2 separate regions of the Hordeum vulgare genome follow, and region 1 is linked to region 2. A link is a contact called in public Hi-C data. All regions are on one chromosome and are shown on one strand. The core of a region is the stretch at or near the end of the contact, and the rest is flanking DNA. Distances in the headings are between cores, read along the strand shown.

Region 1 (6,767 bases), core at 2,949-5,448, 560 kb before region 2:
GCTAGTTTTATTCCGCATTTGTTCAATCCTAAACCTTAATTATTTAAAGCGCCTTTCCCACCCACCCCTCTCTATGTGACATCCACGTCCTTCCACTAAGGCCTTGTTGGACCAGCGCGCTAGAACAACAACCACCACTGATGAAGAGAAGTGTAGACTAAAAGGATCTGACCTATAGACACACAAAGATAGACGCGGATGAAGGAGATCGCATCCAAGCGGATCCACCAAGACAAACGGCAACCGGATCCCAGGAGATCCGTCGGATACACACCTCAACACGCCCTTCGACAACACTAGAAGCACCATCGGGACAAGGGCTAGGCGGGGAGAACCTTATTTCATATTCAAGAAACCGTCGTCGTCTCGTCTTTCTAAGCATGACACAAACCCTAACAAAATTCAAAAAAACATCAAAAACGGAGCCGTCCCGCGAGGAAGGGTCGAGATCCACCGCACCTCCATGGTCCTAGGAACACAAGGGGATGAGGCAGACCGACGGTAACGCCGACGGAAGGCAAGGGAACCCTAACTGAGTGTCTTCTGTTCCACTAGCCAAGGGATGCGCGGTGATGCGTCATGAATTTAAAATGCATTTCTTCTAACTTTAGTATTGTATAGATGTTGATATTTTTCATATAAATAAGCCAAACTTTATGAAGTTTATCTTAAGAAAAGTCTTATATGTAGATTAAAAAAGACCGGAGGGAGTAAGGCCTCCTTTGGTTTGGAGGAATTTTATAGAATCCTACAGGATATGATTTTTGTTGGAGAAATTTCTTTAGAGCCCTTTGGTTTGGAGTAGAATTCCATAAGATAGGGGTTTTATAGAAGAAATTCCTTTAGAGCCCTTTAGGCCCCTTTGGTTTGGAGGAATTTCATAGAATGCTTATCTTATTCCTATGAAGGAATTCTTCAAAGGAAAATAGACATTGGTTTAGACTCAATGAAAAAAATAAAATCCTATGATGTGAATCAAGGAACATCTTTTTTTCATTCTTACTCATTGAATTTGAGATACATGTCATCTCATTTTCCCTGACATCTCTATTCCTATAATTTCTCAACCGTCTAAATCAAAGGAGGACTGATACAGATGTGTGGGTAGCAGTCCTTTTCCTTTGCTCCCGCATTGGAGCTTGCCAGTTGGACGGCTGAACGGTCATCATGCATTTTCAAAGCAAAAACAATCTTGTTTTGTTGAAAAGGAGAGACCAGCACTGACGGGTGGGGTCGACATGTGCTTTTAGGTTAGTTCTTGCTCCACTGATTGTGCTCCAATTCCAGCCGAAAGTGTGAGGTTGACAACCAATTTGACAAAACTACTAGGGCGCAAAATGTAGCTATCAAGAGTCGGGATCTTATGCTGTGTCCTACTTTAAACATGGCGAGGAAAAATCAGACTAGCAGTAACTGGGAAGAGTAAACAGACAGAAAAAAGTTCAAAAATATACGTGTCAATGAGTTTTCATCTCCTTTAATTTTTGTATTTGAGTAATGGTGAGGCATAAACAAAATTTCCCAAGCATCTTGACGGTCTACTATATATTCTCCCTTTTGAAAAGACATGGCCTGAGATCCAAACAAAGATTACTTTATTTCCAGTGAAACCCTACGTTTGAATCTGTCCTCAAGCGCACTCAAGTTGCCATGCCCGTTGCTCGCATCCATCCATCCCCCTGTCTCCTTTTCCTTCTCGGCTTCACGCCTTTTGAGGTGAGATCATCACTGCATCTACGTCTCACCTTGTGGCAGGCACAAGACGCCACAAAGCATGTGGGTTTTGACTCGCAGCAGGTGGTAAAGATAACAACGTGTGCTGCTTTTTTCCTTCCTGTATTTTACTGGTGGTAAATAGTACAGCTTGTTCACCGTTGGAGCAGGCAGAGCATCTGCGTCAACAATTTGGTGGATTGATTGACTGACACAATAAATCCAGTGGATTCAAACTCAAAAGATTCAGTGGTAGTACATCTACATCTCAAAGAAAAGGACATATGGGTAGAAGGCCAAAAAGACATTGTGTATTTTATTTTCGGCCCTTCAAATCCACATGAGCCAGGTTGAGATTATCAGCCTCTCAGGCAGGCTCTTCAGCATGAGTCATTGGCTAGTCACCATCCTTATCGCCTACGTGTTGCTTGGGCACATGGAAACCATGTGTTGTGATGGGGGCTACACATACAATTCAACCAACCAACCACCAAGAGATTGAGAGGTGAGAAAAAAATCCAAAAATGAAAGGTACCACAAGGGCTGGCGATAATCATGGCGTGAGATATTACACATATTGCTTCAATGAAACGATATATTACATATACAGAGAAAACGATACATCATTCATTCATGCCTCTCACACAACTCACTCATTGACTTGACTTAAAACCTAGCTGCTCTCTCTTCACTTCTCTTCTCTTCTTGTGGCCACTCTTTTGTACACATCTCCATGGCCTTTGCTTGGCCATGGATTTCTTGGTTGCATGGACAAAAACAATTCCATCATAAACCAAAAATAAGCATGATGACAGATGAACTAGGACAGGTACCTAACTAATTCCCAACCCCTCCCTCCAACCTAATTGAATTGACTAATCCACAAGGAAGGCAAAGGGACTCATGAAAAAATTGATTCATACAAGAGGGCTAAACTTTTGTGTTTCTTGTGCCCTCTGTGTCCCTCATCCAACCCTCTAGATTTCTACCCCATCCCCCCAAACTAGAGCTCCCAAATTTACAAGAAGGGCACCTGCATCTGAACCTGAAATTTATTTACATACAAAAAGATTTGTGGTAAAATTACCTAGACTCATTATACTTATGGGATTTGATTGATGGATTATATAGTTTTTAGGGGTTAAATTTCGGACTTAAGCTTGCTCCTCTCACTCATCTCCTCACTCTCATCTCTCTCCCTCCAAAGCTTTTTGCCACTACCGAGGGGAGAAGATTTCCTGGTTATTCGATGTTGTATGTGCATCTAGACCATGGCGGCGATGCCATGGCCACGGCCGCTACGGCCGCCGTCGAGGCAGTCAAAACCCTCAACGCGGACGGCTGGCTGGAACACGCGAGCGCACCCTGCTGCGGAACGGGGCGACATCGGCGGTCCCGCCGGGCGTGGGGTAGGACGGACCACCACCGGCGCTGGGGTGGCTGGCGACATCACCGGCCACCACGGCAGGGGACTGGACGGACAGTCCATGCCGAACCGGCTGTCGTGCACCACCGGGTTCGAGGCCCGCCGCGGAGGCGAGCCGCAGAACAGAGGCGGCTGCGGGGACGCCGCCGAAAGATTGCTCTCGTCGCCCTGCAAAAGCCGGAGCAGAAACATCAGCGACCCGTTGGAAGAAAGCCACGCGAAAAACTCATGGATCTTGGGCCGAGGCAGAGAAAGAACTCACCTTTGACAGGAGTAGGTCGAGCAGATCCATGCCGGCGCCCGCGTCGGAGTTGCTGCTCTGGTGGCACCGGAGGGGTGCGACCGGGCGGCGCGGCTTGGGGCAGAAGAGTGGGCTCTTCGCGTCGGTGGCGGCGGCGGCGGCGACCGGGACGGGGCTCTTCATGGCGGCGAAGTGGCTCATGGTTTCTTTTTTTGCTTTTTTGGGTTAGTTGATTAGATCCGGAAAATTTACAAACCCTGCAAGAACAAGAACAACAGCCAAAGAAACTGCTCAGTTCCAAGTTGAATCTTCACAACAAAATTTGCATGAAACGAGACACGCAGAAAAACTGCTAACAAATCTGATACCACTAGTATCTTTTTGCCACCCACAGAGAAAGAAATCAAAATGAACCGGAACTTTCCACAAGATTTGTCACAGATGAACAAATCCCCTCGGTTTTCCCCTCTCTTTTTTGCAAGAACATGTGGTGGTTTCCCAGGATCTGTAAAAAAATCTATCAAGAAAACAAAAAAGGAACGAACCTCACCTCTACCCCAGACTACACACCACGGATCCCCAACAGAAGATGAGAAACAATCGAGAGAGAGAGAGAGGTAAATAGAGAGATGAAGGTTGATGTTCACCTGAAGCTTCGCCTCTGGATTTCTCTCCTTGGATACAGGGAGAGAGAAAGGAGGAGAGCCAAAACTATTGTTACTCCTACCAAGAAAGAAAAATAAAACAAAAGAAGAAAATCTCAAGATTATGAGAGGAGCGGGATGGGCGTGCCGATGGGAGGAAGGAAAGGGAAGGAGGGGATGGGAGGCCTTAAATAGCCAGCGAATGGGGAACCACACGGGGACAGCTTACCCGTAGCAAGTGGCAAATATTGTTTTTCTTTTTCCTTCTTCTTTTCTTTGATACTCCATATAAAGAAGGGAATCCTTGATGGTAGAAAAAATGGGGAGATATTTATTAATAATTGCATGTGGGAGGCAGGTTGAGCAAAAGCTGGTAGGGGGCGAGAGGAGGAAATAATTTTGGCCTGCACGGCAAAACTGCTGCCATAATTGAAGCATTAAAAAAGATGGGACCTTTTTCTTCCTGGATTGGTCATGGAGGCCACCTTTTCTTTCAGTTTATTTTTTTTTTGTTTATGTATAAAGGGGCTGGTTTTCGTGTTTCTTTGAATGATTTGGGCTGTACTCCACTCCACCACCCCTCGTTTACTTGTGTACTTGCTCTTGAATTCTAAGCTGTCTCCCAATTATCTTGAAATAATTTGAATCCGTGTAAACAGGGCTCCTCTGCAGTGGTCTTATCTTTGTAGCGTAGTACTGCCATCTTGGATCTAAAATGATGACACCGTAGCAATCCTCGTCATATGGGGTGTGCTTACAAGAGAAATGTGCCTACGCTTGTGTGTTTGATTGAAATAGACATAAATCTCAATCCAATGGGTCGATACAAATCGATGAGCGTCTGTTTTTTTGTTCGTAATTGGATCTAAATTTGGATCGGTTTCCGTCCGCGCGGATATGGAGAGGACGCTCGCGACACCCATCCTTACCTCCCTCGTCCGTCAATCGGTGGCACAACAGCCATTTCTTTCCTTTTCCATCGCTAGCCATTACACCCCACCCACCCTCCCTCCCCACCGTCGGCCAGTCCTGACGTCCAACTGCTGCCCGTGCCCCCGAGCGTCGTTGCCAACGTTGTTGGGCGGTTTTTGCCGTAGTTCTTGCCGGTGCTGGTGGCCGGCTTTCGCCGCCACCAAAGCACCCCAACGTCCATGACACCATCTCGCCTCTGCCATCATGAGCAAAGTTCCAAGCACGGCCACCTCGCTCCCTCGTCGTTTCCAAGATTGCCTCCATACTCGTAGGCCTGCTGCGTGATCTCATGAGGCACGGGTTCATCGACCAACTTCTTCGCCCACGCCCGCACGGTGTTTGATGTTTTGCCCGCGAAGTACAAATGGATAGTGGCGATAAGTACTATTTGAACAATTTCATTTTGTGATTCGGATGATTCGGCGGACGACAATGAGGAGATTGTGGTTGTTACTTTGGTCGTCATGACCATATTAGTAGGCAGTGGACGATATTTAGGGGCTCGATCCTGGGGCATACTCATGCATTGAATTGTAACAGAGAGAGTGGCCATTGCCTACTCTAGAAGGACTACTTCGAGTCCGATGACCCACTCTTCAAACACGAGATATTCTGGCACCGTTTCCAGATGGCTAGGCATGTGTTCAATTCTATGTGAGAGGGGGGGGGGGTGGCGTACGATAAGTATTTCAAGTGCAAGGAGGATGCCCTCAGAAAGTTTGGCTTATCCTCTTATCACAATTTTTAGGATCCGAAGTATGCATAGAGGGGGTGATTAGATTACTTGACCAACTAAAAACTTAGCCTTTTCTCAATTTTAGTTGTGGGCCAGTTTTACCAAATGTGACTAGTCAAGTTCACCCTACATATGTATATCTAAGAGTGTAGCATCGGAATGTAAAGACATGCAAATGTAATGTAGAGGGTAGGGGAGAAAGGTCAAACACAAAGGTTGACACGACGATTTTTGACGTGGTTCCGATAGATGGTCCTATCGTACGTCCACGTTAGTGGAGACTTCAACCCACGCATGATAACGGCTGCGAGAGTCGACGGAGGGCTCCACCCACAAGGGGTCCATGAAGAACCGGCCTTTTCTATTCCACCATCGCTTACGTCCACACATGACTAACCTGACTCATGGCCTCACGAAGTAGGCGATCTCCTTTCTCGTACAAACTTCTTTGTTCAACTCCACAACATGAAGTAGGAGGCTCCCAAGCAACACCTAACCAATCTAGGAGGCACCACCCTCCAAAAGGTAATAGATGTCGTAGAATGATACGTCCATTTTGCATCATGCTTTCATGTTGATATTTATCACTTCTTGGGCTGTTATTTCACTTCACGGCACAATACTTATGCCTTTTCTCTCTTATTTTGCAAGGTTTACATGAAGAGGGAGAATGCCGGCAGCTGGAATTCTAGCCTGAAAAAGGAGAAAGTTTGAGATGCCTATTCTGCGCGACTCCAAAAGCTATGAAAATCAACGTGGATTTTTTTGGGAATATAAAAAAATACTGGGCCGAAGAAGTGCCAAAGGGGCGCCAGCAGGTGGCCACAAGCCTGCTAGGCGCGGCCACCCCCTGGCCACGCCTAGGGGGCTTGTGGGCTCCCTGTTGGCCCACTGCCCCCCTCTTCTGCTATATGAAGGGTTTCGTTCCGAAAAAATTCAGGAGGAGGCTTTTCGGAGGATTCGCCGCCGCCACGAGGCGGAACTTGAGCAGAACCAATCTAGAGCTCCGGCATGACGATCCTGTCGGGGAAACTT
Region 2 (6,408 bases), core at 1,410-3,909:
GCTTCTGTAGTTCAGAGCAGTTGTTACGGTCTAGTTAACAACGGGAAGTGCCGAATAAAGTTCCGTATCAAATCAACAGGCCGCAAATCTACAATCACCACAACAGAGAAAAACCAATAGTTGTTTGCTTATTCAAGGAACCAACTATTGGTTGCATCTTTTCTTTAAGATGCACGCTCCAGCATGCTGGATTATTGCTTACTGGGTATCAAGTTACAACGACTCATGCTAATCATGAACCAACCAAAGATAGCTAGCTGAGTGAGCAGATGCCATGCATGATAATGAGGTAGCTAGCTGTGTGTACGTACATATGGTAGAGAGACAAGGACATTATGCCACAGACAGGGAAGACACCTACCAAGGAATAGGATCGATGCAAATCATGCACCCCTGGCAAAACCACATGGTGACCACCACCACACATGCAAATGGAAGTGCAATCATGTATGCAAGTCATGCATGCATGTACTATATATAGCCAGTGACTTTATAAATATGTTATGATCTTCCTTGTGTATAAAAGTTCAGGAACACTACAGCTAGATAGATATAGAAAAATAAACTAGATAGACAGCAATCTTGTTATGAATAATTGGGACTAGGGTAGAAATATATATAAAGTGTAGGGTAGAAATATCGGTGTTCCAAACATGCCGAGTAGGGTAGAAATATATGCATACTATATCTTGGTGGCCTAGTTATAAACAGAAATGTTACGGCTGATCTAGCTAGTAGTATTATGGTAGAGATATGTAGTAGAGAAGATGCATGGCATGCATACCGATGGTGAAGGAGCTGAACATCTTCTCGAGGGCCTTGGAGAGGTCCTGGTAGGTCTTGTACATGCTGAGGTCCACCTTGCGCAGGTAAGGCGCGCCGTCCATGCTCACCTTGACGAACGCCGCAGCCGCCGGCGACGACTTCTCCGCCAGGATGTTCTTCCGGAACGACCGGACCGGAGGCCACCCCACCACCTGCGCCCTGGAGAAAATTAACCACACAAACGATTTGGTTAGTTTTAAAATGTTATGTTAAACTAACTAACATACATACATACATGCATGAGTTCTTTCATGATCCAAGAGGTGCAGATATATATAAATCCAGATCCATTTTGTTTCCGCTTCTCTTCAAATGAAAACTTCTGTGGTAACTCATGACATGCATGCAACCTTTGCCCTCTCGTTTTTGCTACCCACACATGGCACATATATGCACATACATCCCCACAGCACATTTTCAACTGTTTACTCAGCATGAACAAAAACTACAGCATTACATGTTGGTTACTTTTTACCTGCCTTTTTTCTTCATACTCCCACAATCTACTAAAGTGCTACAGAATATATATGGAATGCAATAAGCTCCAGCTTGATTTGTACAAGAGGGAGGGGATCAAGACAAGGGGGGCAGATAGATCTAGAACGCCGAGCCCAACAACAAGGGTGGGGCCATGCCATATCTCCATGTTCATGCCATGGCCGGGAGGGGCAGTATGGGCAATAACATTACAATCTTATTATCTTTCTCCATGCCATGCCATGCCATGCCATTGTGTAGGAGTAGTAGCGTGAGGACAGGATACGAGTGATATGGGGATGATGGCGACGAGTGGACAAAAAAAGTAAACCGTGCGTCCGCGAGGGGCAGGGCAGCAGTGCAGTGTGCGTGGGTTTCTTTTATCGTGTCGGCACTAGGCACTGTCCCCCACTGCCCCACACGTAACATGCTGCTGTCTCTCTGCCTGTGCTAGAAGTGCAGATGGACGGATGAATCTCTCCGTAGATCTCACCCATCCATCATCATCTCGTCTCTGTTTCTCGTCCATGATCGGTGCTCGATCTGAATGATGATCACCGGCCCGGCCTTGCCTTGACTGACCAACCGTGACTGAACATGCGTGGACTAGTAGTACAAGCTACTCGTAGATCAGTGATCCATGCCATCAACTACCCGTTAATCAAGATGTTTTTGATGGTGTTTTGTGTTTTGTTTTCTGAAGAAAGCTTGCGTTACGAAGAGAGCTTACGCGAAGAAGACGGGAGCTGAGCTGCATGCGTGAGCATGCAGAGCGGACTAGAGTCTAGAGGTGAGAGATGGAGATGGAGATGGGGATGGGGATGCACGTACTTGGGCGCGCGCGGCTTCTCGGCGGGGTCGGGGAGCGCGGCGGTGGTGACGACGCTGCTCTGGCTGGGCGACCTCTTCATCTTCCCCACGCAGGCGTCCGCCGCCGCCTTCTCGTGCTCCTCCTCCGCCGCCGCCGCGGCGACCACGGCCACGTCGGACCGGTCCTCCGCCGCCGGCGCCTCCTCGCCGGCCGGCTCCAGCTTCAGCTTCAGGTCGATGGTCTCGGCGAAGCCCCTCTTGCCGGAGGAGCTCCTGGCCTCCCCCTCGCCGCCGCCGGGCAGGCCGAGCCGCAGCTCGGTCGCCTCGAAGCCCAGGTCCGCCGCCATTGCTAGCTGCCTGGCTCAGCCCCTCCCTTCTGCTGCTGGGTTTGCTTCGGTTCCTTTCTCTGCGTTTCCCGGCGAGCTTTTGGGGTTCGGTTTGGCTGTTTTGAGAGGCGAGCGATGCAAATGCAGATGGAAATAGACAAAGAGGCAGAGGAGGGAGGGGGGCAGGCAGAAATAATAATGGCAGTGAGGGTGTTGGTGTGGCCGTGTAGAATAATAGGGCCATGATAATGCATGGCCAGCCTCTTTTGCGCCTTGCCCCTCTGCTAATATTTTTTACTTTTTTTTTTCTAGAGCTATATTCATTTGTTTAGGCGCCTACACTCGGTTTGCTAGTAATGAAATATTATATGCCAACTTATTTTATAATCTGACCAAACTATGTTTCGTGGCATGGTTAGAGGGACTGTAATATTTCTAGTCCATCAGAATTTAAGTCCTGATGTTCACATTTATTTCTGAATTTATTTCAGTATTTTCGACGATGTGCTTTCACTCAGAGGAGACGTCTTCGTCAAGGACGAGGTGCCTATGATGACTTCGTAAATCTCAAGAACATATGTCGGCTCAGTCTCTTAGAAGAGCTCATAAAGATAGGATTTGCATGTGTTTGTTCGTATGCGCATGTATATTAACACTTTATTGTGTTATTTTTTTACATAATTTGCGGTGAAGAATATATATAAACTAAGAAAATAGCTGATTAGACAAATAAGGTATAACACATACGAAAAAACTAATTAAAAATAACTAGATTACAAAAAAGGACTAGATTATCAATATCTACATCACACACCCGCCATAAGCACATCAATGAAACGGGACAAGTGTGGGAAGGGCAATATTTTTACGTTGGGCAAATGCAACGGCATCGTCGGCCCAAACCAGACATGAAAACTTCGTAAAGAAAACTTGAGATGAATCGCCCATGCCGTTACACGCCGGATGGGGGCCTGATGTGGAGATTGCCACCGTCCAAGACCATGCCTCGACACCATCTTCTTCGATGTCTGAGCCAGGTCGGTCCGGCACTGAAGATCATCACGCTGGATCACCAGCACCGCCATCAAGCGTGACCTCCCATAGATTGCACCATAATCGCTCATCTTCATCGCAAACCCACATCCACCGAACAACTTCTCCATAACAGGCGTAGCAACATCCTCGCGTCGTTGACGACACACCCTAGGGACGACAAAAGGAAGAGTATAGGTGGGGGTGGCAGCTAGGGTTTCACTTGCCCGCTTGACCCTCTCTCACGAAAAGTTTCATGGTTATCGCAACTTATTAGGTACATTTTTTTTTAACGAATTCCATGAATGAGCGAGGCCACATGGATTTAACTCGAGAGGGTTTTGAGGAGCAATGATACGCGAGGGCATAGGTTCGTAGAACGGGCTCTGCTTTCATGCTAAATTTTGGCCTGCAATATGTGGGCAAAATCAGAAAGTTGCTTTACCAGTCTCTAGAAAAGCATAATTTTTTTTAGCAAAATTTAAACGCGTTGAAAACAATTATCATCGACCGAAATCTTAACAAAGCAAAAGGCAAAGTAACAATTAAGCGCGTATTAGTGCAGCTCGGTTTGCTGGTCGACCACCGAAACGAAACCACGATAATAAAAGAAAAAGGAAAAAAAGAAGGCAGCGGGAAATAGGAAAAGGTGGGGTCACGTGGGGCTTTGGTGTTGCTAGGCTAGCTGGAGGCCAAGAGACCGCATGCGCTGTTGCGACCGTGACCCCCACGCGCGAGAATGACCGCCGGCCGGGACCACCACGCGCGATCGCTCGCCAGGGATGGTGGGTCCGCCTGTCGGGGCCGGTCCCACGTGCCTGCCACTCACCTTCATCGATGTTTTTTCTTTTTTTGCGGGGTTCTACTGTCTTTGTATGTATATAGATATCCTCTTTTCCTTTCCGTATGCTCCTCTCTCGCTCTTCATTCCGCCCGTAGCTGCGTCTGGCGCGGGGCATTTTTTGGCCTTTTTTTTTTTTATGACGGGATAAAGAAGGGTTTCTATTCAGAAAACAACGTAAACCGTAGCAGCAGGCAGGTCCATACAGAAGGAGGCGGGAAAAAAACCCTGACCCGCACAAAAGCAGTACAATTTGCCAACCATAAGATATTTGGTCCATTTGAGACCGTGACAAGTCACAAGCGTGACAACCTCATCACCAAAATCATCGACCTTGGAAGCTTGTCTCTCTGAGGTAATCGAGCTTGGCGAGTACGTGCAAGTGCTGCGCGTGCGACACGTCCGCTGATTTTCCGCTGGGAAAAAAAGAAACGCGGCACGGCAAAAAAGGGGGCGCGCACGAACCCGACGCAATCATGCGTAGCCCGTCTCACGGGCGGGTGGGGCCGGGGAACCGCTCGGGTAGACGGCGAGGGGTTCGCCATGTGAGCCTGCTGGGGTGTCTCCGCTCCCGCGCCGTCTGCTGCGGGCGCCCCCGTCTTTTTGCCCCGGGGAGGGAAGCGGGGCCGTGGGCCGCGCAACCGACGGCGCTCTCGCCGTTTGCCCGGCCCGTTTCCGTAGTAAGTGCGATTTGATTTAACTTTTTTTCTTTGTGCAATAGGTGGGTGCTCCTTGTTGATTTTTTTGCAAGCAAGAGGAAGGTGAGTGAGAACTCCTACTAGCTTAGGCTTAGAGCAGGGCCAAACTTAGGTTGGCACGCATGCATCGGTCAGCTGATGGGTCACCGATCACCAGCCATGCATGCATGTAATCCGGCCATCAATGGCCAATGGGGGATGGGGCACGCACCACACGTGTGGGTTCGATGTGATGCTTCTAAATCACACACCATTAATTCTCCCTCCATGAGTCTGCGCAAAAAAATAAATAAAAAAAATCTCCCTCCATGAGAACGTAAGAGTGGCCATGACCACTTAACTAATTAACCATATCGACTATAGTAGTAGTAGCTACTCCTACCTAGCCAGCTGCTCAGAGATAACGACACAATATGTTGGAGACAAATCAGAGCCAAGTGATTTAACTTTAATTAACCAACTACGGTACACAGGTAAACGTTTTCGTTTTCGACATGCACCAACCAATCAAACCACGTGGCACGCAGCGCGGTCAGAACTAGCCTAGATAGTGTGGTATGCATGTTTTGTTCGTTCGGGGTTTACTGTTACGTGCGTTGTTAAATTATAAGCAGCTGCTACGTACAGTGCTCCACTGTATTAGCCAGCTGGATTTGGATGCTCTCGCTTGAATGGGCTACAGTGATGCTGGCTAGCTTCCCATGTCGTGTGCCATACTCAAACGTACGTACGCCCCGTCTAACGTCTTGCATGTCTATCTTGTGGCCCAATTAATTCCAACAATAATGTGCCTCTCTCTCCCTCGCTAGGTACTACATCTTGTTCATGTGTTTAACCAATAATTCCAACAGTTGAACTGCGCCATTGGTCCGTTGCGGTTGATCTTGGCATACAACAGCACACCATTGGGATGACAATAGTTTCGGTATGGCAACAAAACTATGTGATCCACGTGACATCGAATTAATGCATTTGGAGTCATATTTAGAAGCACTTACTTACTAGTTATGACTATGATTATATACCATATACATATATTTTCAAATTTCTTTTGCAAAGACATAAACCGCATTAACAAAGTAAACACATACACACAAAAGTAATTGCCAATGAAGTCACTCTCTAAACGGACAAATCAATAAAAAAAAAGCTCCAACGAAAGAGACACATGCATCAAATCACAAAAAAAACCCGTAATTAGGTCAATAATAACGGGGCACCAATCAGTTGATCAATAATAATTAAGCTATGTTCAAATTTCAGAGTTACTTGGCATGCTGCACACCTATCTTTTAATATAACCCACATTAGGAGTATATCTTATATATTTGGACTATGGTTACGAGGATGAATATATCGCTCTGGTCCTTGATACTTCTACGCGTGGCAGTGGTTTTCT

Evidence for each region. A called contact is a pair of places that touch in the nucleus more often than the background predicts.
Region 1: a contact with region 2 is called in a Hi-C map of leaf, with 5 times the contacts expected there. The contact joins the promoter of LOC123451922 here to the promoter of LOC123395806 in region 2. A contact is called at or near these places in 4 of 6 Hi-C or Micro-C datasets (leaf and seedling) and 1 of 1 datasets of contacts at active chromatin or transcription factors (embryo).

The regions. Positions count from the first base shown.
Region 1 is chr5H:45,197,179-45,203,945 of MorexV3_pseudomolecules_assembly, reverse strand. LOC123451922 (unconventional myosin-XVI-like) reads right to left here and starts at 4,198. Exons shown (of 3, transcript XM_045128479.1): 1 at 4,028-4,198; 2 at 3,402-3,637; 3 at 2,270-3,307. The coding sequence starts at 3,581. The coding sequence ends at 2,978.
Region 2 is chr5H:44,639,642-44,646,049 of MorexV3_pseudomolecules_assembly, reverse strand. LOC123395806 (auxin-responsive protein IAA30-like) reads right to left here and starts at 2,659. Exons shown (of 5, transcript XM_045090839.1): 1 at 2,134-2,659; 2 at 785-984. The coding sequence starts at 2,459.